2 separate regions of the Mus musculus genome follow, and region 2 is linked to region 1. A link is a contact called in public Hi-C data. All regions are on one chromosome and are shown on one strand. The core of a region is the stretch at or near the end of the contact, and the rest is flanking DNA. Distances in the headings are between cores, read along the strand shown. Region 1 has its middle 340 kb from the start of Csnka2ip. Region 2 has its middle 49 kb from the start of 4930453N24Rik.

The links. A called contact is a pair of places that touch in the nucleus more often than the background predicts.
Region 2: a contact with region 1 is called in a Hi-C map of cortical neurons, with 4 times the contacts expected there. The contact joins two enhancer-like sites. A contact is called at or near these places in 4 of 484 Hi-C or Micro-C datasets (the HPC-7 cell line, cerebral cortex, cortical neurons and 1 more) and 1 of 115 datasets of contacts at active chromatin or transcription factors (embryonic basal ganglia).

What each region holds. Positions count from the first base shown.
Region 1 is chr16:64,263,242-64,268,013 of GRCm38.p6, reverse strand. No RefSeq gene overlaps it. Among named protein-coding and RNA genes, the nearest start is that of Csnka2ip, 340 kb to the left of the region's middle. Within about 2 kb of position 2,748, at least 21 of the 459 cell types and tissues checked have an H3K27ac peak or open chromatin away from gene starts, as enhancers often do. A contact at or near this core is called in cortical neurons, where this site is marked.
Region 2 is chr16:64,719,590-64,724,361 of GRCm38.p6, reverse strand. No RefSeq gene overlaps it. Among named protein-coding and RNA genes, the nearest start is that of 4930453N24Rik, 49 kb to the left of the region's middle. Within about 2 kb of position 2,686, at least 4 of the 459 cell types and tissues checked have an H3K27ac peak or open chromatin away from gene starts, as enhancers often do. A contact at or near this core is called in cortical neurons, where this site is marked.

The DNA.
Region 1 (4,772 bases), core at 1,499-3,998:
TTGGGTGCTGCACATTTCACAGATCACAAGGCAATTTTGATTTACTCCAAGTCTGTCTCTACCTCTCAGTATTTTTGTTTCAATTCAAAGGGTCAATGGTAAGTGCTTGGTCCAGTGATTTGCTTCAGATCTACTACTGCCTTGTACTGTGGCTGAATGTATCTCTCATCATCCTAAGAGGTTATTGGTTACTGTGAAGGCTTTGTACATGATTTATTCTGGACATATTTTGTACCACTTTTGTTTAACATCGAAAGGCATCCAAACACTGATAGATAGAAGGAGAGGGGGTATAAAGGAAGGAATGAGAGAGAGAGCGAGAGTGTGCTTACACAGACACCAGGAAATGCATGGACATTGTTCGTTTTCTCCTCCGTCCATGATTTTTCATTTCTCTGCTTTATTGTTTCACATCTAGTTACCTTTGTGCTAATCCTACAACAGTCTACACATAAATCTAGCACTGGGACTCATACAATAGCTGCATGCTCTTCCCTAGAATCCGTCCCTTAAAGTTCACATACTTTTTTCTTCCTAACTTATTTCAAGTTTTTCCTCTTTTTTTTTTTTTTTTTTTTTTTTTTTTTAGTGACTTCCTTGTGAAATCTACTCTGATGTGTAATATTCCATTGGCAAGTCATTCTATTTTAGTTATTGTAAATCCAGAAAATTTATTCTAGTTTAGTTAATTTTGATAAAGAAATAGAGAAGCATAGAAGTCACAGCACTACTTATCAAGATGTTAAGCATTCAGGACAGATTTCTGGTGTTGAATTGCAAGGAGAGACATCTTGGTTGAGTTGTCATGGAACTTTTTTTTTAATTGTTCTGTGGCTTAGTCCTCACATCCATGTGAATGGAATAACAATTACATCTACACTGTCAGTTTTCTGGCAAGAATAAATTAAATTACCACAAAAATATTACTTAGAGTGATGTTAAGGATAAATGCTATGTTCATTCACAGGATATAACATTTTAGGGTTTTACTGTGTTTTCATAATATTTCTCTTTAAACAATTCATATTTCTGTGTGTATGCATGCATACACATGAGTGTGATTGCTGATAGAGACCAAAAGCCATTAAAGCCTTAGAACTAGGACTCAGGAAGGCACCTGACCTGGGCACTTGGATCCTAATGAGTCCCCTGGAAGAGTGGATAGTACTCTTAATCCTTGGGGCACCTCTCCATCCCCACATATTTCTTATTGTATTTACATCAATTAAGAAGCTGAGACAAAAGGATGGACCATCTAGAGACTGCCATACCCAGGGATCCATCCCACAATCAGCTTCCAAACGCTGACACCATTGCATACACTAGCAAGATTTTGCTGAAAGGACCCAGATATAGCTGTCTCTTGTGAGACTATGCCGGGGCCTAGCAAACACAGAAGTGGATGCTCAGAGTCATCTATTGGATGGATCACAGGGCCCCCAATGGAAGAGCTAGAGAAAGCACCCAAGGAGCTGGGGGGATCTGCAACCCTATAGGTGGAACAACAATATGAACTACCCAGTACCCCCCAGAGCTCATGTCTCTAGCTGCATGTGTATCAGAAGATGGCCTAGTCGGCCATCAGTGGAAAGAGGCCCATTGGTCGTGCAAACTTTATATGCCTCAGTACAGGGGAACGCCAGGGCCAAGAGTGGGAGTGGGTGGGTGGGGGAGTGGATGGGGGAGCATGTGGGGGACTTTTGGGATAGCATTGGAAATGTAAATGAAATAAATACCTAATTAAAAGAAAAAGATGTGTCAGATAAGGGAACATTTTATCCCGATGTTATTCTTTGATTCTGACAGTTTTTTTTTTATCCATAGTGCTTGATTTGTCTAAAAAATTTATAAGCTTCAGAGATAAATAAATAGATGCCCACAGACTCTAAATTCCCAGTTTCCCCAGAAAATTAAAGATGTCATTAAATAGGACTATACAGAATGAAAGTGCTGGAGACTAAGAGATCCTCTGTCTTGGAGAAATTTCCAAATTAATCTTGTGCTGTAACTCAAAAAGAAGCCTTAATGTAAATGAAATAAATACCCAATAATTAAAAAAATAAGCAGCCTTATTCTTCCTTCTCTCGTGTACTTCTGAAGATGCTGAAGACGAGCCTATTATCAGAAAAGTATAAACAGATTTCTGGTATTGGAACGCAGTTTGAAACACCTAGTCTTGGTAGGGATATTCTATGGTCATGAATTCTTATCAAACCCCTTCATATGAAATGTTAGTAAAGTCAGTATTTCTTCAAATTGGCAATCAAGGAACCTGGATATGACTTTGGGCAAATGATTTCACCTATTCAATCTGCGGAGTGTTGAATATCATTAACCTTCATCGTCACTTCAATGGTTATGGATGAGAGCGGCAAACACAGAAAGAAAACTAAAACAATGCTCTGTGCTACTCCAGAGGAAGGAGAAGTGCTCATTTCTATGCAGATCTCTGTCTTTCCCACAAGAATGACTTTTCCTGGCTTCCTACGCTAAGGCTGGCGCTCAGCACATGGCTTTGAACGGAGTACAAATTCTGAAATATTTCTCAATGAATGAACTGTCATCCACACAAAAAAGCATATTAGTAGCTCAATGTTTAGAAAGACACATCTATACATCTTTAGCTCTCCCTAATCAGACTCAGTCTCATCTTTTAGACCCAATTCATAACACCTGCAAGTCCTTTGGTGCCTTGTGTTTCTTTGCAAGGCAGCATTCCCTGCAGAAAGCCTGTTCAGCCACAGCTGTGCCAATTAGTCTCCGTGCCCGAGCAGAGTGACAATAGTGATATTTTTCTCGATGAATGATAGACCTACTGGAGAGTCCACAAATCAAAATGTCAATTTTCTTTTCTTATTCCGTTTCTTTTGTGTCGTGTATTTGTATATAATTTATTCTACAAAAAGTGCCTTTGGATAGAGAAAAAGAATCTGTTTCCCCCCTCCAAGTTTAACTAAATAATGAAGCAGATCTGTGACAGATTATGACACATTCTGGAAGCACAGTTGTTGCTTGCCAAGTGTGGTAGCAGTGTTCATTCTTTGGAAATAATGTTTTAAAAGTACCAGTGGTACCTAGAAGAAGGGTAGACAGGGAAACAAGCAAAGATAATGCATGATCCTCATATGTGTATAAAACAAAAAGCCCTGCCTTCCATAACTCAGGCAAAAGGTCTTGACTCAAATATTTTTATACTAATTATAAAACAGTCCTATCATTACAGTTTGCTCAAAAACTGAGATTTGGCCACATTTTAAATTTATCCTCATTTCTTAAGGGAAGTACATGCATATTTAGTATGTTGGTAGGCACATTAATTTCTTCGATGTTTTTATTAAAATTCTAGCCATGGTTAATACAGTTTTCAGAAAACATGTTTTGTTTGTTTTTAATTTGGTCATTTGAATGAAAGTCTTAGATTAACAGTCAAAAGATAAGGAGAAGAAAAGTACTGAAAAACATTTCTTCCCAGAGAAATTTAAGGAAATCCAGGGCAGATGTCAAATGTATGGAAAAGAAAAAATAATTCAGAAATTCTTAGTAATAAGTCATGGGATCCTGATAGTTTTAGATAAAATGACTGGCTTATGTCTGGGAGCATTATTTGGCTTGAAAACTGATGATATTTTATATTGTTTTAGGAATCTTCCAACATCACCTACTTAGGAAAATGTACTAACTTCTGAGTTAAAATTACTGATTTCTGCCATAGGCTATTTTAGTCCACACATTCTCCTCTGAGAATCTTCTCATTGGTTTAAACATTTATTTCTTTATTTTGCACATGTATGTGTGCATGAATGTTTGCTTGTATGTTGTGCCTTTGTTTATCTCTATGTATCTTAGTATGTTTGTGTGTGTGTGTCTTTGTGTCTGAGCATCTATGAGTATATGCATGTACATCTCAGAGTACAAATGTAGATGTCAGAGGACAATTTGCAGGAGTCAGGCCTTCCTTTCAATAAATAGGATAACCAACAAAGAGGTTCGCATAATATCCTATGACTGCTCTTATACACATGATAAATGAAAGACATATAAAGAAAACACTACAGGGAGCATTTCTCTATTAATATCATGTCTTTCTATAATTTATAAAATATTTGGATATATTCTAAATTACAGAGAATCAATCCATCTATCTATCATCCATCCATCACGTCCATTCAAGGGTATCAGCAACAAATGATTGAGTTAATGTTTTAAATACTTAGCATTAAAAATGCATTCTAAGTATAGAAGTGATAAATATTAACAATTCAACATCATTCCCTCTGGTAATGTGTCACAAATATTTAGAGGTTGACTGTATGAAAAAGTAATCTATACTGTTACAGTATAATTTATTATTGATAAGGAAATGAGTGGATAAATATATATTGTGTCAGAAGATTTACAATTAGATATAATTTAACTAACTAGAATGTTAAATGCTATCATAATTTTGTGTATTGTTTGTTCTAGTATCTCATGTATTCCAGGCTATCATGGAAATAAAATATGCTTTGTATCTGAGGATGGCCTTGAACTCTTGACTTCCTGCTTCCAAATCGTGAATGCTAGATTTTCAGAAGTGCATTTTCTGTGGTGTTGGAGGTTGACCACAGGACTTTATTCACGCTAGGCAGACATCAAATAAGCCACACCTACAATGCATCAGGTTATCCATTCCATAATACCTTCTTTAACATACTGAGGGCATGTTGAGACTCTCTGTAAATGAGGGAGGTGGAAGAATATTGTGTAAGCATCTTTTGCATTTTTTTTTTGAG
Region 2 (4,772 bases), core at 1,437-3,936, 460 kb before region 1:
TTTCTAAGTGTGGGTTATGTCAGATAGCACAAAGATCTCTCTTGACATCCATTTTCCTTATGGCACCTTATAGCTTTTTCTGGCTGAAATAGAACTCGACTGTGTGTGTGTGTGTGTGTGTGTGTCTGTGTTTCATTATCTGCTAATTTATGGGACTCTAGGGTGGGTTGTATGTTTTGGCTATTGTAAATGGTGTTGCTATAAACATGGGTGTGCCAGCATCTCTACAGTATGCTGGCATATTCCTTTGGGTGTGTACCTAGGATACACTTGTTATTGCCATAAGCATGTGTATATCATACTCTGGCCAATGCTAAATGAGAGAAACTCCTCTGGCTCTGGGTTGCTTCTATGATCAAGGATCAAGCCAGAGTTCCTGCAAACAGTTCTTGACAATGAGGTTGATGTTAAAACTGCTCAGTAGAGGGCACTAGAAAGTCACTGCTGGAGAAGGAGGCTTCTGGCTAGGGCAGCCAGAACTGCGGATCTGCAGGGTGACTGTGGAGACAGGAGGTGGAACCTGTCTTAGCCACAAGCCCAGAACAGGATCTGCCTTGGCCTGTGCAGCCCTGGCCTGGACAGCTGCCTGTGTGGCAGGGACAGGGTGGTGGTGGAATTGCACAGAGCGGCTTCTGCTGTTAGCCGCTTCTACTGACCACCCATACACCTGAGTGCCTTTGCCTGGCAATGGATCAGCAAGTGTGGAACTAGCTTTTCCCATAAACTCCAAATCAGTATGGCTCAGAGGGGACTTAAACACAAATATTTGCTATTCTGTCTCTGGAAAAAAGTCTTTCCAACCACATCTGGCTTCCTTTGCTTATCTGTATCTTATGACTATTTTTATTATAGTTAGTATATCCCATGTTAAATATTCTATATTGAACCTACTTTATGATTTATGTAGTTCTAAACTGGTCCAGGCAGTTTCAGGGAGATTGTTACATCGGTCATAAAAAGCAAAAAGGAATGAACCCTGACCTTTTCTGTCTTTGAATACCAGGATACACCATCCCCTAGAACTACAGCAGTCATTTTTGGCCAGTGGGAAGAGAGAGATATGGAAAGACATTAGGGTTCTCTCTCTCTCTTCCTCTTTCTCTTCTCTTCTCTTCTCTTCTCTTCTCTTCTCTTCTCTTCTCTTCTCTTCTCTTCTCTTCTCTTCTCTTCTCTTCTCTTCTCTTCTCTTCTCCTCTCCTCTCCTCTCCTCTCCTCTCCTCTCCTCTCCTCTCCTCTCCTCTCCTCTCCTCTCCTCTCCTCTCCTCTCCTCTCCTCTCCTCTCCTCTCCTCTCCTCTCTTCTCTTCTCTTCTCCTCTCTTCTCTTCTCTCTCTGTCTCTCTCTGTCTCTCTCTGTCTCTCTCTCGTGTGTGATGTGTAAATAGAAGATCAGAGGACAACTCTTGGTGATGCTCTTCAAGAGTCATCCACATTTCTTTGGAGTCAGAGTCTCTTGCTGTTCTGGGGTTAACGCCCGATCCCCAGTGTAGGGGAATTTGAGGGAGGGAAGGTGGGAGTGGTTGGGTGGGGGAACACCCTCATAGAAGCAGGGGGAGGGAGGGATAGGATAGGGGATTTCTGGGGATGGGGACTAGGAAAGGGGATACCATTTGAAATGTAAATAAAGAAAATATACAATAAAAAAGTTATATTTTCGTTGAAAAAAAAAAAAGAAGAAGGTTAGGCAGTCTGGTCACTCAGCCTGTGGACCTGTTTGACTCCATCACATTAGCACTAGAATCACAAGCTTGACAACTGGCTTTTTACATAGATGCTGGGGCTTAAACTCAGGTCCTCATGCTTGGAGGGCAAGCAGTTCATCAACTGCACCAAGTCCTCAGCTCAGCATGGTGTTTTGCTATTGCCTTGAGACTACCTACCCTACCTGCAGACTTCTCTGAGGCAGGTTGAACTGCTATTTGCTTTTATAGAGAACAATAATAAGTGACATTAAAGACCTTTGTGTTAGTCCTTAGAATGCATCCCAACCGTGCCCCAGAAAATCTAGAACAGCCTCTTTTCTGTAAGGCATTCCTACAAGCCAATTCCCAGCTTCTTTACTTTCAGTGCAGGTCTGTATTTAGAGTTACTACACAGATATAAAAGAAGCATAGATTTGAAGTCTATGGCAGTGTACAGCCTGCATCCTATAAGGAGGACCTGCAGTTTTCATCCCCAATTAATGAGAAAACTTTCTATAGTGGATTAGGCTATAGGACAGGAATCGACTATATGGCCTTTGTAGGTGTATCGGTGAGTCCCAGATTTTGCTTCTGTTTTGGGATGTGTTGGTCACTGCAGTTTCCTTTTCTCACTGTGACTTCCCCAAGGCTCCCAACCCTCTCAGGATCACCAGCCCCTCCCTTCTGGATCTGGTGATTTCTGTGTGAGAGAAGCAAAGTTCTTAAAATAATCCATCCCATTCTATCACAGCTAGTCAACCTCCTCAACCCCTCCCTGCCATGGATAGCACACACAGGTATTGCTCTCACATCTCTCTCATTGTCAGAGCTGGCTTTCTCCATCTCTGTTCTTTTTTATCTTTTTCACAGAGTGACTTGCTCCTATAAAATGCTGCTTCTATTCTGGGCTTTCAGGGAAAAAGGCATCCTTTTGAATCTTTTCCCAGACAGATCTGGTGGCCTGCGTGAATATACTTCCAAATTACATACGTCCTCCTGTGAATAGTGACGGGCATGTTTTCCTGCTGCTGCCTGGGCAATCTAGCGACGGCAAAGTTAACATGACTCTACTCACAGGACAAGAGTTTACCACTCAAGGCTCAGATGTTTTAATAAGGAATATTGGTTGCTTGGTGTTTGCCTCAAAAGAAATAGGGTCTAGGGCTTAGGTAATCTTTGAAGGGCAGAAAGAGAGCGAGAGAGAGAGAGAGAGAGAGAGAGAGAGAGAGAGAGAGAGAGAGGAATGGGGATTTCTCTTGTTTCCTACCTTCAATGCCCTGATCAGGGATGCTTAAGAGCACATGCGAGTGTCAAAAAATGAAGGAGTGATCCTTTCTGCCTAGCAGGATGAGAGACCTGCTAAGACCTCACCTAGAGGGAGCAGGCTCTGTATGTTTAAATCCCCTGCTTGCCGTGCTATCATTACTTACTTAATCTTAGGGCTGGAAAGAAGAAGACCTGCAGATCTCTGGGCTGGAGGCCAAACTGGTTCTACATAGTAAGTGAAGGTGAGCCAGGACTACACAGAGAGATAACCTTCCTAAAAAATAAAAGTTTTAAAAATTTGTATAGACTTCATATTCTACTTTTTATTTTTGATAAGTTTACTTAATTATAGATATATAAAATATAGCTCTGGGGGTCGTCGAGACAGCTTAATGAGAAAAAGCATGCTCTGTGTGAACTTTATGACCTGAGTTCAATCTCCAGGACCCATATAAAAATGCTGAGGTTGTGGTATACATCTACAATCCTAGCACTTCTGTGGTGACATGAGAGAATTGCTCAGAAATGTATAGAGCATCTATCCTGAGCATGCAGCCCAGTGGCAGAAGCAAGAGAGACATTGCATCTAAAAGATGGAAGGAGAGACCTGATAGTTCAAAGTTGTCCTCTGACCTCCAAAATGATGCCCCACCTCAACTCATCCCCCCCCCATGCATACAATAGTAACTTTAAAGAAGTAGCCATCAGATTTTATGACATTTAGAAAAATCAATATATATTCATACGCATAGGTGGGGTATGTCGAAATAATTGTGATGCTTTTAAAATATCTAAATAATCTAAAATATTGTTTAAAAATGATATGTCAACTGTGCATCTCCTTGCATCACTTTGCCTGCAGGTACCATATCTCCGTCCACATCTGTGCCAGTTTTACCATCCTTACCATCTGTATTTCCCCATTACTCTTCTACTTCTTTGTCTTCATTTCTGCCAATTAACATCTTAAGGATGAGACTATCTGGGTGTCAAGATTATAAGTGGTTTATGTTTTTGCCTTGCCTGTATTTTGTCTTTTTTCCCCTATACCAATTGTGCACCATTTGGCTTGCTTAATGATTCCTACTTGACTTCCTGTAATGACTCATGGTTTGAACTTCAGAAGACTCAGAAATCTTTTTAGCTATCTGGGTTATAATAAAAGGCCACTCTGTTTGAATTATTAGTGGTTTCATGCAGTTTGACTGGTGCTCAGTTTACACAGGCTCAGAGATATGGAAAAACCATAAGGTTATCCAAGCTAGTCCCTCATCTTAAGGGGAGTAAACCGAAACTCAGAGAGGCTGATATTTAATCACAGCAGAGTAAGATGTCACACAGTGGAACATCAATAGGAGAGTCTTTATACAATGATTCTTTCATGAGTAAAACATGAAGATTTTTGAAATTGTATCGTTTTTTTTTCAGAGGCTATTATAAAAGACCATATTTAACACGTGTGCTTAATAATGACAACAAGGTTGACATCCAAATATCAGAATCAGGTGGAAGAAAGAAGGGTAATTTCCATAGAATATTGTTTGGTTTAGACTCACTGTGCTTGAAGCAACTCCAGATTATGAGTTTAATTTCACTTTGCAAAGAGGAACAGTTGATCAAAACTGTCTACCTCTAAAAGAGCATCTTCATACAGTTACCATGCAACCAAAAGTTAGGATGCAAACTTTACCCTTTAAGAACTCAGTGTCAACACACCATGGGATCCGCCTCAGCACCGTGATATCAACATTTACTATATAAACCAATCCGTGGTTAAAACAAGGCTTAAGCCTTACGTTGGACTGTGTGGGTCAAAATAATTGTTGT